Regions from separate parts of the Anas platyrhynchos genome. Here region 2 is linked to region 1. A link is a contact called in public Hi-C data. All regions are on one chromosome and are shown on one strand. Each heading gives the region's core, a stretch centred on a gene start, on an enhancer-like site or on the middle of the called end of the contact. The rest is flanking DNA. Distances are from core to core; before and after follow the strand shown.

Evidence for each region. A called contact is a pair of places that touch in the nucleus more often than the background predicts.
Region 2: a Hi-C map of liver shows a contact between it and region 1, with 1.9 times the contacts expected there. The contact joins the promoter of SORBS2 here to the enhancer-like site in region 1. A contact is called at or near these places in 2 of 8 Hi-C or Micro-C datasets (liver and skeletal muscle).

The regions. Positions count from the first base shown.
Region 1 is chr4:23,039,687-23,043,645 of IASCAAS_PekinDuck_T2T, forward strand. No RefSeq gene overlaps it. Among named protein-coding and RNA genes, the nearest start is that of TLR3, 16 kb to the left of the region's middle. Within about 2 kb of position 1,320, at least 1 of the 8 cell types and tissues checked has an H3K27ac peak or open chromatin away from gene starts, as enhancers often do.
Region 2 is chr4:23,092,896-23,096,957 of IASCAAS_PekinDuck_T2T, forward strand. It overlaps SORBS2 (sorbin and SH3 domain containing 2), which reads left to right and starts at 1,888. Exons shown (of 28, transcript XM_072037206.1): 1 at 1,888-2,027.

The DNA.
Region 1 (3,959 bases), core at 70-2,569:
ATTAGAAAGGCCAGAGCTCATCTGGAGCTCAATCTGGCGACTGCCGTCAAATACAACAAAAAATGGTTTTACCAATACATTAATGCAAAATGGAGGACTAAGGAGAATGTCCCGCCTTTACTGGATGCGGGGAGGGACTTAGTTACAAAAGATGAAGAAAAGGTGGAGGTGCTTAATGCCTTCTTTGCCTCAGACTTTAGCGGCAAAACCAGTTGCTCTCTGGACACCCAATACCCTGAACTAGTGGAAGGGGATGGGGAGCAGAATGTGGCCCTCACTATCCATGAGGAAATGGTTGGCGACCTGCTACAGCACTTGGATATATGCAAGTTGATGTATATTCTTGTATTTAGTGGAGGACTTGTTGGTGTATATTCTTGTATATTCTTTATCTTCCCTATAAATTGCAAATAAAATTACTGTTATCAAACAACAAGATGATCCACAGTACAGTTCTGTAACTTGTCCACCTTGTAGATCAAGTAAAAGATGAATTACAAAAATCAAAAAATGAGGGAAGCAAGCTGTTTATACAAGCTTTTAAAAAACGGGGGGGGGGGGGGGGGGGGGTTGGGCTCAAACCATTTCTGTCTCTTGTGACCTGGATGATTTTATTTTTGCCAGAATGAATAATTAACAGAAAAAAAAAAAAAAAAAAAAAAAAAAAAAAAAAACAGAATCTGGGATTTAACACTAAAATGCCTCAAAGTAAGGCCTTTTCGATATGTAATTTTTACTTGTAAGTTAAACAAATACAAGGAAGGCTGCTGCATCCATAGAACAGCACATTTCAATAGTATTGCCAACTGTGACCATTACATAAGCATGTTTTGGATTCCTAGAAAACCTGAACTTGGCTTTAAATTGACCTTATATCAGAAGTAAAACTTTGGGATAAGAACATGTTACTACTTTTGCATGTTAATTCAATGAACATGTCAGCCAGATGGCTCTGACATAAATATGGCATCCAAGGACTCGCCCTTCAAGCAAGCTGAGATCGTTCCAGGAAAAAGAAAAAAAAAAAGATTCTTAGAGCTGTAACCTTAAATGCAAAGTAGGAAAAAGCAAGAAAGCTATGAATCAGGAATACCACAAACACAAAAAAAAATGAAGATTTTTCCTATGTTTTATAATTTCTCATGTTTTTAGACTTTCCTCATGCCTCCTGTTACAGAGACGCCTGCTTGTACATTTTCAGAGCAACTATTCAAAAGCAATTTCTCTCTATCTGAAGCCATGCTCCTCACAATACTGACAAGGTCAGTGAGGTCCACAGGAAGTTATTTGCTGAGTAAGTGCTGGTCACGCAATTTACAGCTGCTTGGATGGGCAGTTTTAATTTACAGCATAGTTTTCCAAGTTGCCAACTTGTTCTAGGGAGAAATCACCTGAAAAATTCCAATCACAGCTCCATTGTATCTTCCCCATATGTGAGAATATTACCTAGCTTTGATACCAGATACAAATAGGATTATGCTTTTACACATCTCATGAACTCACATAGGAAGTAGTGCCCACTTTACGTAATTACAGACAATTTTCATTCCTGTCATGGAACATGAGATGAAGGAATATGAGGTATGAGAGCTCTCAAAGCTATTCAGGGAAATAATTGAAGGAATGATTAGCGCCGCTGCACAGAAAAGATCTCCTTAATCATTTGGATACAGAACGTATCATGGCTCTTTAAAAACACTTACAGTAGACATTACAACACTGTTCTCTGCAAGTTATCCTGTCCTTTTCACAGAAGTTTTACATCAACAGCTTTGAAATTTAAAAAGGGGGAAAAAAGAAGGTCAAAGGATATCAAAAAAGTTATTTGTTCTCTTAAGCAAATAAAACATTGTGTGCACAAATACATTCCTCTAGAGTGCCTGGAAACACATCATGGAAAAGTTCCCTAATAAAGTGATCATATTATTCATTAACATTTAAAAACTCTTCCAGTGCACTGCTCTGTGGTATGTTCTCAGCCCGCTTTGCAGCAGTTAAGAAAAAGGTCCAAGGTTCATAGGGGAGGGCTTGTAAGCAGCTCACAAACAATGTGCTTGAAATTCCTTGCTTTTGTAGCAGGAGTGCAAAACTACAGTTGAATAATTAAGCTATTGAACTAGGATTTATGCCGAAAAGACTAATTTGTAAGCTGTGCCCAAAGTGTCTGGGTTTGAAGTGATTTGCATATTTCTTCCTTTGGTATTCTAAGAATGCTATGGGAAACTTGCTACCCCAGGTCTCAGCAATAGGTTTCTCATGCATACCTCTCCAAACTTGTCTTTGAAAACACGAAAGATGAGAGTGAGACAAGCAGCATTATATTCACATAGCACGTGAATACAGGTATTCATGCAACTGGTAGTTAACATGAAATTTATTACAATATACAATGAGATTCTGTTTTATCTAGGTTACATTAAAAATTAATCCTAATGATTTATGCAAAAGCATAAGGGGTCTGATAAACGTAAATAATGAAATCTAGCCACAGAAATGTTTATTTGCCAAGATAAAAGGCAAGCTTTCTATCTTTGAAATAAGAAACAATGGTTATGACAGTGCACAGAATGGAGGGCAGACCTGGGCATTTCCCCTGCACACATTTATTTAGTGTGCAAGTACACACCCTGTTCTTCTAACTCAAACTGAGCAAAAACCAAACAAAACAACAAGAAACAATCTGTGGCACTATTCACATTATATTGCTCCTTAGCATGCTGAATTCATTATTTTAAGCATGGGAAGTCATTAAGATATCAACTTACATTCCTCATCCATATGAAATTACTTTTAAATGCTAGTTTAAGGAATGTACATAAATTATGGCAGAAGTGTTCATCTGGATCAAGTCCAATGGTATTGAATGAGAAAGATAATGCAAAACGGTGGCTATTTAGATTAAGTAAAAAAGATGAGCAAACAAGCACTAGAGAAGACCCTGTTGGATATGCCACCAATTTTTACTGCAATCCAGATGTAACTTACTTCAGAGTTTGACATTTTATGGCTTGTTGTTTGTTTTTGTTTTGGCAGAGTTCATTTCTTGTTTCATAACTGTGTGAGCAATTATGTTTATATCCCTTATGCAGACCAAAGCAGAATCCTTTGAAGAAGAATGGTGCTTCTCTAAGGGGCAACTGAGCACGCTTAAGGGAAAAAGTTCAGGACACTGCAGGCTGTACAGCTGTATTAAAGAGGCCCAGCAGGCATCCTGTGCTGCCTCACTGCACTGGCCTGCCAATGATGAGGAGCATTCATCTCCTCTAGAATACACGCAGTCATCTTCAGCAAGCTCCTGATACCTGCTGAAGAGAGACCCCAGCCATCACCTCTACCCACAACCAACACTCTGTTTTAACAAACAACTACAGATCCAGATTGCCAAGAAGGATGAAACTACACATCCTTAACTTCAAGGCATAGCATCCTTAAATTAGTCCTCTTTGAAAAATTATCATAGTAAGCCTTATGCTGTAAATGAGCTTATAACTAAAGTAAATTAACACATTAGCTTGTTAAAAGTGTGAAACACTTTTTCCTCTGCATCAAAAACACATCTTAAATGCTTCAGTTTTCTTGCTAATCAGTATTTTTGACTTTAGAATTGTCTAGAAAAGATGTTTTTACCAAGGTTATGACCATGTTTGCCTGCTGATGAGAGCCATGTAATAGAATCCACTTTGATGCAGCCCGTACAGCGCTTTGCTCTTTTGGATTGCAGTACATGGGGCTGCACTTTTTTCTTTTGTTATTATTTTTTATTGGTCAGCACATTTTTCACATAAATTACTTCAAGTTTTCCTGTTTTTTTTTTTGTTTGTTTGTTTTTTGTTTTTTTTGTTTGTTTGTTTTTGTTTTTTAAAAACAGGTTACCACTGAAAAGAGTTTAGACTCTGAGATAAGAACAGCCATCTCATGTCGTAATAGCAGAGCAAATGTATTAAGTCTTATCCATCTAC
Region 2 (4,062 bases), core at 638-3,137, 54 kb after region 1:
AAACCATAATCTGTTCTTGGATTAAGCCTTTTCCAACTTCTACTTGATTGCTTATGTCAGTGAAGACAAGGAAAGTTTGCATGTACATGCATATCATAAGTCCTATAGGTGTACCACAGACAAAAGCTCCATCACTCTTAACGTGAAGTATGGCTATGTTAGAAACATGGATCTAGAGCCCTGAAGATTGAATTATAACTTGCATTCTTGAGGCAGTTTCTTTAAAGTAACTTCAAGAACACTTAAGAAAGTAATGTGCTTCCACTGTGTGTTAAGAAAACTGTATGTAGATATACAGACATGGACAAGCATCTTCAAATCTTTTCAAGCTCTAACCTATTGTTTAAAAACTCACTACCTCTGCTTTTTCATGAGCTAAGACTTCAGCCTGCCTGTCAAGAATACTATGACTGCAACCACAGTATGTTAGTGCATTAAAGTGACGGAAACCTCACTTGTGTTTTCACTTTCTGAAGAACATTACTTACAGAGTCAGTGACTGTATCAGTGCATTAAGAAGAAAGGGACTGGGTATGCGGTCTGTTTCATGTTGTTTATTAACAACAAAAAAAAAAAAGTTAGTGAGCTAATCATGTTGAAATGGTATTTTTGTAATGCAGATTGGTTCTGTTTTAATACTTACTTTGTGTGTAAATAATTACTTCAGTAGTTTAATGTTTTCTAGCCAAAAGCTTCAGAATCGGGCTGCCAAACCAGCAGACTTCCTTTTCTGATCAGAAAGTACTGCTGGACAGTAATCATGGCACAGAAAGTATGTGCTTGAGTCATGGCAGCTGAAGGTCCTTTTGTCTCATGCCAGCACAGGGTTCTTAGCACCAACTGCAGTTTGAGACATGTCTAACTTTATTTTTAAGAAGGCTAAGAGAAAGAAATAAGAATAAATTAATATTGAAGCACTGATTTTGAATGTGTTGGAATGTTTCAGCCCTGTCATGTCAGAAATCTGAATAATTTACCTCCTTTTTCCCCAGTGAAACAAATGGTAGTCATAGTCCCCTGCAGACCATTCTCCTCTTGTAATACTGTCAGAGAAACCACTGCTCGTGCAAGGGCACCAGTGTAAGGATGCTGGGGACAGAAGTGTGTAAACCTGCCACAGCAGCCCTCAGTTCTCAGCACTGAGACACCAGTGGGTGTCTTGGGCCCTGGTAGCAGAGCTTTGGTGTGGACAGGTGGAGCAGCAGAGCTGGTAAACCTCATGTGGCCCTATAACCTATATATATAACCTATACGTACCACACCTCGCAAGGAAGGCTGTGGTTTATCGTGCAAAGAAAGCCCAGCCCTGCCAGCGATTAGGTAGGGGCTGAAAGCAACCTTCCTCCACTTAACACTCGCTTTTTGCGTGTGGGGTACAACATGCTTGCACACTGCTCCCCATTATTTCTCAAAACTTCAGGTGGAAGCGCGCTGCGTGCCTGCTGCCTCCTCCGGCGCCCGAGATGGGAGGCGAGGGCAGCCGATGCCCACCAGCAGCTCCCCACGGCTCAGCCCTTGTCCCCTCGCCCCGCTGGGGTCCCTCAGGGCGGCGGGGGCGTGGCGGGGCCGTTGCCATGGCAGTGTAAAGCCGGGGCCGCCTCGCCGCAGGGCCCAGCCATTTTGCGTGCGGGGAGCGGGGCGCCGCGCAATTAGCGCCGACCTCATCGAGGGAGGAGGAGGAGGAGGAGAGGAGAGGAGGGGAGGAAGGGGCGTCGCGGCTGCCATTTTGACAAGCCGGGGAGTGCCGCCGGCCGCTCGCAGGAGGCGGGATGCGGCGCGGCACCGCTGCGGACCTGCTGTCAGGCTGCCCAGCCGCGCTCCGCCCCGTAGAGGCACGGCTGCCCCGCAGCGCTCCCGCAGCCGCTCGCTAGGCGCTCCCGGGGGAGAAGCCGGAGCTCCGGGGGAAGAAGCAGCGGGCGCCTTTCCCCGCCGCACAGCCGGCAGGTGCGTGGTGCCGGCGAGCAGCCTCCCCGCGCTGTGCAGCCGCCCTCCGAGCCAGGCTTCCCGCGGGGACCCGGCTGCTGCAGGTATCTATCGCGGCCCCTAAAGGGCGGCTTCGGACCCGGGGGGGTTGTGGGGCCGTGGGGGAGTCGGTGCGATCGCTTTATCCGCGGTGGTCGGTGTCTCAGCGCGATGCGCCGGGCGCTTGGCGATGCAAAAGGATGCCTCCGATAGGGGATAAAGCCATATGCTCGCGTTTTCTATTAAAACGTGGGTTGTTTTTTTTTTTTGTTTGTTTGTTTCCCACCGTGCTTTGTGCTGTCAGGATGCTGCTTCTGCATCCTGCCTCAAATGCATTGTCAAACTCGCCAACGTATTGGTAAAGCCCGAGCTGGATGAGTTCTTCATTACTAGAATTCGTGCATTGTGCTCAGCCTCAGCGTAACTAGCCTCAAATTGTCCGGCTGCTGCCGTGCGGTATGTAGGTCATAATAAAAAGCAGCTTTTTCTTCACCAGCCTTCAGTGGGCTGCGTGCCCCAGCGCTGTGGTTGATTAGTTGGTGGCACTTGTGCTGCTAAGAGCAGCGGTATCGCAGCCCGCTCACACCTCCCTCCCGAAGATATCGCGCATACCGTGCTGCACGGAGCACAACACGCCCATTGTGTCCCTCCGTTTGGCGTTCAATAAAAGGAAGGAAACCAGCACTCCACATGGAGCACGAGCACGTTAATAGCACAAGGCGCTTAAACTTTTATTGGGCGACCTCGGCAGCAGGCTTTCTACCGAAAGCTGCAACAAATAAAAACATCAAGATGAATGTAAGGCGGTGATGGAAACAGGATAAGCCGTCTGATGAGGGCTGTAGGCTAATGCTGTAGATTTTCAATGCAAAATGAATTGCTTTGAATAGGTATTAATTGCAACACATCTGTTTTAGCGATGAAAGCTATAGTTAGAAGCAGGTCGATAAAACTACAATCCCTCAATACAAATTTTTATATTAAAGGCAGCATTTTGTGAACTTCCAAATGTATTCTGAATTACCTGATACCAAAATGCATTAAATTATTCTGACAACTGAACCAAACACACCGATTCACTATGCGGCTTCAGAAAATGAGATGATAATTGGTTTAAATCTTAATAATTATTTGGATTTTAGTTACACTGAGATGAACTGTTTGGACAGTTGAGAAGACATGGGGTGAGGAATTTGAGGTCTGGTATCTTTATAGTTAAATTAGTAACCAGTGTTCTGTAATTAGGAGCCAAATTCCACTGTGTTATTTCTGTGTATATGTCCTGCAAAGGTATTTGGACAAGCATGGTCAGCAACCACCCCCCAAATAAGACACGCATTTGGAAATAGCAGTTTATAAATGGATGGCTACCATGCATTTTCTCCATTAGAAAAGCTTCATCTTCCTTGAATCATTGCAGGATTTTGTTAATGGGTGAATGCACACCCCAAGTCCTTTCTTATACCCATGTGTAGGGGTCACACAGTAAGTTGTTGAGAGCTGCTTTCATCTGCGTTCTATAAAGTGGAATGCGTATTTACAGTGTGGTACTACATGAATATTCATGATTGAGTCTGTAATTATGATGAAAATGATAAACAAGCCAAGCTAGCATTTCCTTTAAGGTGTTTGTAACCCTCTAACAAAGAGAGCTTTTATTATAACAGTGAGAGCTACAGATACAGCAGTAAGCAGAATGTCGAGGATTTTACAGTTCGAGGTGGACATATCTCACTGTGAAGAATTTATGGTGTTAGAAAGCATGTGAGGCAGTATTTACTAAGACAAATCAGTAAACACTGTACATCCAGTTAGGTGCTGATAGATGCATCTTATTAGTCTCTATTATTGTTGAGAAAAGCGTTATGCATTCTTTCCATTCTGCTGTTCTCCCTTTGTCTTTTTTCTCATATCAATTCCCAGCTTCCCTGTTTCCTTACGGTCTCTTTGGCAACATCTGATCCCTCTGAGCTATTTGTAAATCAAATTGGTGACTCTCAGTAATGGCCATGGAGGTGCTGCAATAGAATATAGTTTGGAGGAAGAATTTTAATGAGATGGAGGTAAGAAACAGCAGCTAAGTAAAGAGTGTGTCCGCTA